3 separate regions of the Sus scrofa genome follow, and regions 1 and 2 are each linked to region 3. The links are chromatin contacts, called in public Hi-C maps. All regions are on one chromosome and are shown on one strand. The core of a region is the stretch at or near the end of the contact, and the rest is flanking DNA. Distances in the headings are between cores, read along the strand shown.

Region 1 (2,797 bases), core at 185-2,684, 120 kb after region 3:
AAAAAGGGAAAAAAGAAACTGCTCTTAACAACCTTGATCAAATCCAGAAAAGCCTTTTCTAACTCAGAATTGGGTTATATTGTTGAGGCCTAAAGAGATTTTTTTTTTTTTTTTTTTTTTTGCCTTTTCTAGTGCTGCTCCCTCGGCATATGGAGGTTCCTGGGCTAGGGGTCAAATCAGAGCTGCAGCTGCAGGCCTACACCAGAGCCACAGCAACGCAGGATCCGAGCCCCATCTGCGACCTGCATCACAGCTCACAGCAACGCCAGATCCTCAACCCACTGAGCAAGGCCAGGGATCAAACCCGCAACCTCAAGGTTCCTAGTCAGATGCGTTAACCACTGCGCCACAACGGAAACTCCTAAAGAGAGTTTTTTAAGAGAGCTTCTCACCTAAATCTAATCCTTAAAGCCCAAATAAGAACACAAATGCCAAGGAGCAAACTGTATTGTTTCTGCCCTTTTGCTACGATTTATGGGCAAAAGAGGTGAAATTTGGAAGGTAAAGAAGCAAAGCATTAAGGGCAGCTACAACACGGAATCTCAGCTGGCTGTGATAGTTCTGATTTGCTCAGAATGAGTGATCATCCACTCGGGCAGATTCAGAGAGTACCACCTCCACGAGCAAGATCTCAAAATGCAAAGGGCTGTAGACACCGACGCTGCCCAGTGGTGGATATTTTGAGAATGTGATATTTGTCAGGAAAACATCAAAACCATGGAGCTTTAAGTTTGGCTTTTTCATTTCTACTGCTTATGCATCTGGGTGAAAATTCCCTTTATATGACCAGTGTGTGGCGCCTCGCTGTTAGCAGTGTCCTCTTCACTGGAGACCGTCTCAACAGGAAGCAAAGGGCTGACGACACTACGTGCATGCAAAGAGATTAATCCTGAGTTACGGCAGAACATTACATTAGAGTTCAAAGATGCTTTATTATACATGTTCTTCTATTGTATGGGTTTACTATCTAGAAACAGGATGAAGCAAAGTGTGTTCATTTGGAATTTTACTCTCCAATCAGCCAGGTGGCGCTACCCAGACTGAAAGGACTCCTAGGGACTGATGGGGAAGTCCTAGGCTGCTGCCCCTCTCAAGTCCTTCTCCACACAAGGATACGTCTGTTACTAGAAATCTGTCTCCAGAATATAATGCATTTTGTCACATTTGTAGGTTTTGATGTCTTTTGCCAAAAATCAAAATAAAAGAAGGTTAATTGCTGATAAGAAAGATGAATGAAAAAGAAGCAGGAAAGCATGTGAGAGACTCCCACAGCAGCCCCCTCTCTTTTTTTCCTGGGAAACTGCTTTAGAGCATAGGCTTTTGCATCAGACACACCAGGGATTAAATCCCAATTTGGGATTTCAGTAATACCCAGGAGCTGTATAACCTGGAAAACTGTAGGTTCCTCATGGGCATGACGAGAAGGCTAACTTCCGGCCATTCAAGGTTGTAGGACTATGGAGTTGTGGAAAATGCGTTATCTTCTTCCATTCCTTATCTTACCTTCACGTGTAAAACGACTCTCTTCCCATAAATATAATGATCTCATCTAAGTTGTTAGAAAAGGATAACAGCGCTCTTTTCAAATACTACAGACACATTTATATTTACTTATTGGATAAGAGACACGCATTGAGATCAGGCTAATAGAACAGTTATAGCCAGAGAAGCAGTCTGGTGCCACCTTCTGGAAATTAGTCACATTACAACAGCCAAGAGATTCCTCCACAGGTTGAGCTTAAGGGAGACTCTGTGTGTAATAATAGCATGTGTCTTTCTTCTCCAACCTGTCACTGTTTTGCGGGTGAGCCAACACAGATATCCATTCAGAATCTGGCCAAGGCTGGTGCGTGCTTGGCAAATATTAAGGGAATGAATCTAGAGAACAGTGTCCTCAAAGGTGCCAAAATTCATGTAGAGAAGTCCCTACAGCTGAGAAGTTTACAGTGATCCTCCAAATACTTCTCAAACAGTGGTTCTTGGAATATTTGCATCAGAATCATTAGGGAATCTTAGAGTCCAAGGGGTTGGGAATCTAACTTTTAAAATACCACTTGCAGGAATTCTCCTATGGCACAGTGGGTTAAGGATCCAGTGTTGTCACTGCAGCGGCTTGGGCCACTGCTGTGGCGTGGGTTTGATCCCTGGCCTGAAAACTTCCAAATGCCACAGGCATGGCCAAAATAAGTAAGTAAATAAAATAGGCAAATTGGAATATGTCACCCACTGTACTAAAAGCCGAGGGTGCAATAGCTAAGGAATATCTGAGTTGCTTAAGCATCGTAAGGGAACTAAACTATCTATGACCCTATGAATGAAGTATTGCGGGGGATAAATAAAAAAGAGAGCTTTTGCTTTTAATGAGTTTATGGCTAATTTGGAAGAAAAAGAAAAGTTCAAGAGACTCTAGTAGGGGAAAAAAAGCATCAATAAAAGGTTTAAGTGTCAGAGTTACTAAAAGGGCCAAAGAGAGTTAGTCAGGACTATTTTTAGGGAGTGGTAAAATATAAACCATGTTTTTATTTTTATTTTTTTTAGGGCTGAACTTGCAGCATATTGAGTCAAGTCAGAGCTGCAGCTACTGGCCCATGCCACAGCTCACGGCAACGCCAGATCCTCAACCCACTGAGCGAAGCCAGGGATCGAACCTGCATCCTCATGGATGCTAGTCAGATTCGTTTCTACTGAGCCACGATGGGAACACCTAAGCCATGTTTTTAAACTGACTTGAGGTGATTAGGAGGAAGAGCTCAATACGATTGAATTACTTTACTGTAGACTCTCCAATGTAACAGTG
Region 2 (2,775 bases), core at 190-2,689, 73 kb after region 3:
AATTAAGCCTCTTTTGGCCAGTGGTCCAAAATTGGATGTTATTCTGCTGTATAGAAAACTGTGTTCATTATTTAGTGTGTTTTTATACTCATGCTTGCCTTAAGGTGACTGACCATCCATCCACTGATTTTCAGTTACGTACTCGTGGTTTTCTATTTCCTCTGTCTTTGTGCTTCAAGTTCTGGCTTTACCTTTCATAAACAGAACAGGAAATACATTCATTAAAAGTCAGATTAGGGATTTCCCGTCGTGGTGCAGTGGTTAACGAATCTGACTAGGAACCATGAGGTTGCAGGTTCAATTCCTGGCCTAGCTCATTGGGTTGAGAATCTGGTGTTGCTGTGAGCTGTGGTGTAGATGGTAGATGCCACTGGGATCTGAGGTTGCTGTGGCTGTGGCAAAGGCCTGCACTTGGAGCTCCGACTGGACCCCTAGCCTGGGAACCTCCATATGCTGCAAGTGTGGCCCTTAAAAAAAAAAAAAAGCAATTCTATAATCAATCGTTAGTGCCTGATAAATACCTGAAATCTTTCAATCAAGATACAAGGAATTTTTAAGTTTGAAGAAAGGATTGTAATGGAAATTTTACTGTCTTTTTAAGGTTTTTTTTGGATTCAAATACTTTATTTTTTTATTTTCCCACTGTACAGCAAGGGGATCAAGTTATCCTTTTAAGGTTCATTTTAAACTAAAAACTAGGTGCCTGTTTTATGTAAGTTCTTTGCTAAATTCACTTTTAAATGGCTTAAAAGACAGTGCGACTTTCCCTGCCCCCAAATTATCTTTACCCAGTCCTTTAACATAAGAAGAGTGGACCCTAACTTTGGGAGCAATTATCGAATTCAAGTCTTAGAACTTCATTCACTTGTAGATTGTAAATGGAAGAAAAGTACATCTTTTCTAAGATCTACCTCGTCACAAATGCTTTGATGAAGGGAATGAATGATTTTGAAATGCTGGCTTTCACGTCCCAAGCTCTTCAGCGTTTGAAGGGTTAAACCCGGGCTTGGCTTCTGTCGGTAGCCTGGAAAACCACTGGGGCTCGGAGCGCTGCCTCTACGGTCCACCCTCCGCGTGGACCGGCCCCTGGAGGAGCCGGAACTGCCGGACTCCGCCCAATGGGCGGGCCCTCCCGGCCGGGTTTCGCCCCTGGGAACCGCCCCTGCGCCGGCACCCCAGCGGCCTCGGAGGTAGTTGCTGCTGGTAATGCAAATACTCACTTCCCGCATCCACTCCCTACAGAGGCCGCGGAGCCGGCGGGAGCCGAGCGCGCCACGGACCCGCGCGCCATGGGCAACATCCAGAAGAAGCTGACCCGCAAGAGCGAGGGCGGCAAGCGGCAGGATCGGGGTGCGCCGCGGCGGGGTCGGGCGCCAGAGGCCCGCGCCGACAAGCGGGGCCAGACGCGGGACTCCGCGACGGCGGGAGGCGCCAACGGGCACCCGGGCGGCGGGCGAGGCGCCGGGGACCCCGCGGCCTGTGCGTTCCCGGAGCCCGCCACCCTGCCGCCCGCGCCTGTCGCCCCGGTCGGCCCCGCCGGCCTGAAGAGTCAGGGCAACGAGCTTTTCAAACATGGGCAGTTCGCCGAGGCGGCCCTCAAGTACTCGGCGGCGATCGCGCAGCTGGAGCCTGCAGGTGAGGGAGTGGCGCCCGCCGGGGCTCTGGGCCCTCGGGCTGCGGCTCGCGGGACCTGAGGGGCCACCGCGGGAGAGCCGCAGGCCACCGCCCGAATGACAGGCGCTCGCTCTGTACGCTCCTTCCCGGTAACCTAGGGCAGAGCGGATGCGAACTGACCTCCCGGAGCAGTGCTTTGGTGCGCGTAGCGTGCGCCCGAACGAGGCTTATCCGCGTCTGTCCCTTTACGGGCTTGGCCTGTGTGCCCACTGCGGGCACGGGCACCGGCAGCTGCTCGGAGCTGCAGCATCGGTAGGCGGTAGGACCGCAGCCCCACGGGAGACCCCAGTGGCCTTGTTAATTCTGGTGAACTGTGATTTCGCTAATGGATTTTAACTGTGTTTAATTAAATGTGCTTTTAGGAAGTGGAAGTGCAGATGATCTCAGTATCTTATATTCAAATAGAGCAGCATGTTACCTAAAAGACGGAAACTGCAGTGGCTGCATTCAAGATTGTAACAGGTAAACTCCCGTATTTCAGGTTTATCAAGAGATTATCATTTCAGTGTGATGATGAATGCAATTTTAATATCCTTCTAAATTCTCTGCCTCTGAGTCTACTTTCTTAAGGCATTTAAGGTATGTGTTTGCTAATACAATTCGTAAGTTCTGTCATGTATATGAAGACAATTATGGAAGATTGTGCAAACTTTTTTCGTGTCCTTAATTCATACTCCTCACATCATTCCGAGAACATTGGAGGAGAACCTTCTAACTAGTCTCTGCCTCTTCCAATCCACAGTGGCATATGAATAACTTTTCCTGAATCATTATTTTGTACAGACTGTTTCAACAGGTGTTGGGTGGCTCAGTATAGTCTTCTAGATAATTATAAGCTCCTCTGTCCCCACACTGTCCCCCAAACAAACTTTCTGCTCCCATTTGGTCCACTATCTCTAATGCCCTCTGCACATCTTTGCTTCAGAAACCCTTGCTCACCTGCCCCCTCCTCTCTGCCTTCCTGGTGACATCAGGCTCCCGGTCATGTGCATGACTGTAAGGCTTGCATTAGCATTCACATACCTGTAGGTACAGCTCATCTGCTGCATTGGATTTTAAGCACTTGTGTGTTCAGGAATCCTGTTTTACATGGAGTTGCAT
Region 3 (2,962 bases), core at 104-2,603:
TCTACCCCTCTGTAGGGTCCCAGGAGCCGTTTGTATTCTGCATGTGTTAATTCCTCCTGATCTCCATAGACTGCATTAAGTGCCAGCATCTTCTTGAAATCTCAAGCTTGAGAGTTGGAATCCAGGTCAGCTTGCAATGATTAAAGTTATACTTTTTGGATCACTCCATAATCTTTCTCTTATGATAACAATGGTTTTATCTAATACTTCTTGGAGCAAAGCTTATTTTGATTCTTCTTTTGGGTTACCTCTTCCCTTTGGCTGACAGGAGAGATATTTTTTAAGATGGTCAAAATACTTGTATGTTCTGTCTTAGCCTGTCTGTGGAGGAAGAAGCAGGACACTCCACTGTGTTTCCTGAAATTTTTACAACAGGGAGCTAAGAAGACTGGGAAGATTGAGTTAAATCTCTCAAGTTGGTCTGTGGAGGTGCCGGCAGTTGGAACTCCTCCTGGAAGTGTAATGCGAAGCTCAAAGTTCCCAAGTTTCCGTATGGAAGACCAGAGAGCAGTATTGCCTGCTTAATAAGAAACCAAAATAATGCATGTTGGGAAGAAAGAAACCTGCTTCTCCAATTAACTGTAATAGATAACGAATATGTATTTTCTAAATTGTAACAACTTCATTTTCTTCCTCTCATTCTGATATTAGTAAAATGCCTGCTATGAAAGAAGCAAACGAATGTAAATGTGTACATCCAACGATAATGTCTCACTAATAGTTTGATCTTTGAAAGGATTCCACTGAGCAGGTCGTTTTGTTCTTCTAGAGAATACATGGGACCAAAGGAGGGTCGGTAAACAGCCACCACTACCTAAATCCCTCAGCTTTAAGTGGCAGTAGTTGGATGTAGCTGCCTGCAAGTCCGCCTGTGCTTTAAAACGAGTAAAAGGAGAGGCTGAGAAGGATGACAGGTACCTAAGTGAGAAAGGGTCGAAAAGCAAACATTATGCAAAGGGCAGGAGGCGGCTGTTCCACTGCCGGCGGCACAGGTATTAAAACGATCTGAAATCCATAATCTGAAAACTGCTCTTCTACGTGGAAATCAGCGGTGAAACCGATACTTCCACGTTCTTTGGAGTAACGGTCAGCCCAGGGATTCCATGAGCACTTCACTTGGGTATCTAACGCTCTGACCTCTTGGAAAACTGTTACTTTCTGCGGCCTTCATTTGTCATAGAAACAAACCTCCTTCGACCTGAGAAACTGCTAAAATTCTTTGCCTCCCCGAAAAATGAAAATAGTTGGGAGCCAAATAAGAACCTCTACAGAGCGAATCAAACATACATAATTCCAATTTAACTGCCCGCGCTCAATCCGGGTTCTTCGGCCACTCCTTGGGCGGAAGGGGCGGAGACTACATCCTGCGTCATCTGCCAGTGCCGGAAGTGGGCTGACACACAGCGGCCTCAGGAATCTGTTAGGGAGCCTCGGGAAGTTTCTCCGTGTTCCGTGGGTAGGGGTTTGGCGGATTGGCGGTTTGGGATTGGAAGGTGAGTGTTTGGGCCAAAACTGGAAAGATACTAGGGGTTACAGGAGGTCCGGTGTGGGATTAGAGTCGAGAGAGGCTGGGGATGGAGTCGATGCTGTTAGCCCTTTGGCTTGTTTAGCTGTTGGGTTGTCTGCCTTTTCAGCTGTTAGGAGTTATTTCATTATTTTTCCCTTTTCTTCGGTTCGCATGTTTTCCTGTTGAGGGGTATAGTTTTTTGGCAATTTCTTGCTAAATTTTGGGAAAATTTCACTTGTGGGAGTTCCCCTTGTGGCGCAGCGGAACTGAATCAGATGAGTATCCTTGAGGATGCGGATTCCATCCCTGGCCTCGCTCTGTGGGTTAACGACCCAGCGTTGCCTTGAGCTGTGGTATAGATAGCAGACGGGGCTCGGATCCCGCGTTGCTGTGGCTGTCAGGCCTATTGGACCCCCTAGCCTGGAACTTCCACATGCCGCGGGTGGAAAAAAAAAAAAGAGAGAGAGAGAAAGAAAAAGAAAAATTGGAGTTCCCGTCGTGGCGCAGTGGTTAACGAATCCGACTAGGAACCATGAGGTTGCGGGTTCGGTCCCTGCCCTTGGCTCAGGGCAGGGTTAATGATCCGGCGTTGCCGTGAGCTGTGGTGTAGGCTGCAGACGCGGCTCGGATCCCACGTTGCTGTGGTTCTGGCGTAGGCCAGTGGCAACAGCTCCTATTCGACCCCTAGCCTGGGAACCTCCATATGCCGTGGGAGCGGCCCAAAGAAATAGCAAAAAGACAAAAAAAAAGAAAAAGAAAGAAAAAGAAAAATAGTACTTGTACTCGTGTTAAATGAAAACCAGAGCTTCGCAGTCAGATCTAAATTCCTCTGCCTTTTAACTACTGAATAATCCTGACCAAATTAACCTTCCCTAAATCTTAGTTTCTTGATCTGTTCATTAAGAGTAATTATTTAACCGCCTAGAATTGTTGTAGAGATTATAATGAAATAGCATGTGTAAATATGAAATCTGTAAAGTGTTTATGGAGTCCAGTTTGGGGGTAAATGCAAAATGCTTATTTGTGGGTTTGATTCATTCTTTAGAACCAGCGGTAGGATTTTTAAAAAGTACGGATTAGGAATTGGGAACTTTTTAGCTTTTTAGCTTTCCCTGAGAAAAATAAGGCATGATTGGATTTGTGAGGGGCCCCTTTAAGATGTTCAGTATTTGAATCTGTGATTTCAGGGATAACGATGGACACACAGAAGGACGTTCAACCCCCAAAACAGCAGCCAATGATATATATCTGTGGAGGTAAGAGTGGCACTTACATAAAATAAAAGTATTTTACCTCAGTTTTTTAAAAAGATAGTGCATTTATCTTTATTTTACTTGAGTCCTTCCTCTTTGAAGTTAGCGCTTTAGCAACTATTTTAAGATTTCATTTTCTCTCCTAGAAAAAGTGCGTTGCCCACCACTCTTTTCTTTCTTTTCCCTTAATATGTTGATAATG

Evidence for each region. A called contact is a pair of places that touch in the nucleus more often than the background predicts.
Region 1: a contact with region 3 is called in a Hi-C map of alveolar macrophages, with 5 times the contacts expected there. The contact joins the enhancer-like site here to the promoter of POLR2K in region 3. A contact is called at or near these places in 2 of 5 promoter capture datasets (fetal liver and liver), 32 of 47 Hi-C or Micro-C datasets (adipocytes, alveolar macrophages, blood and 17 more) and 2 of 2 datasets of contacts at active chromatin or transcription factors (alveolar macrophages and skeletal muscle).
Region 2: a contact with region 3 is called in a Hi-C map of embryonic fibroblasts, with 2.2 times the contacts expected there. The contact joins the enhancer-like site here to the promoter of POLR2K in region 3. A contact is called at or near these places in 6 of 47 Hi-C or Micro-C datasets (brain, embryonic fibroblasts, epiblast stem cells and 2 more) and 1 of 2 datasets of contacts at active chromatin or transcription factors (alveolar macrophages).

The regions. Positions count from the first base shown.
Region 1 is chr4:36,736,063-36,738,859 of Sscrofa11.1, reverse strand. No RefSeq gene overlaps it. Among named protein-coding and RNA genes, the nearest start is that of RNF19A, 47 kb to the right of the region's middle. Within about 2 kb of position 1,434, at least 10 of the 83 cell types and tissues checked have an H3K27ac peak or open chromatin away from gene starts, as enhancers often do. A contact at or near this core is called in alveolar macrophages, where this site is marked.
Region 2 is chr4:36,778,200-36,780,974 of Sscrofa11.1, reverse strand. SPAG1 (sperm-associated antigen 1) reads left to right here. Exons shown (of 19, transcript XM_021089047.1): 11 at 1,243-1,635; 12 at 2,037-2,136. Among named protein-coding and RNA genes, the nearest start is that of SPAG1, 65 kb to the left of the region's middle. Within about 2 kb of position 1,439, at least 46 of the 83 cell types and tissues checked have an H3K27ac peak or open chromatin away from gene starts, as enhancers often do. A contact at or near this core is called in alveolar macrophages, embryonic fibroblasts and subcutaneous adipose tissue, where this site is marked.
Region 3 is chr4:36,851,013-36,853,974 of Sscrofa11.1, reverse strand. POLR2K (DNA-directed RNA polymerases I, II, and III subunit RPABC4) reads left to right here and starts at 1,353. Exons shown (of 4, transcript XM_003355012.5): 1 at 1,353-1,493; 2 at 2,695-2,763. The coding sequence starts at 2,703.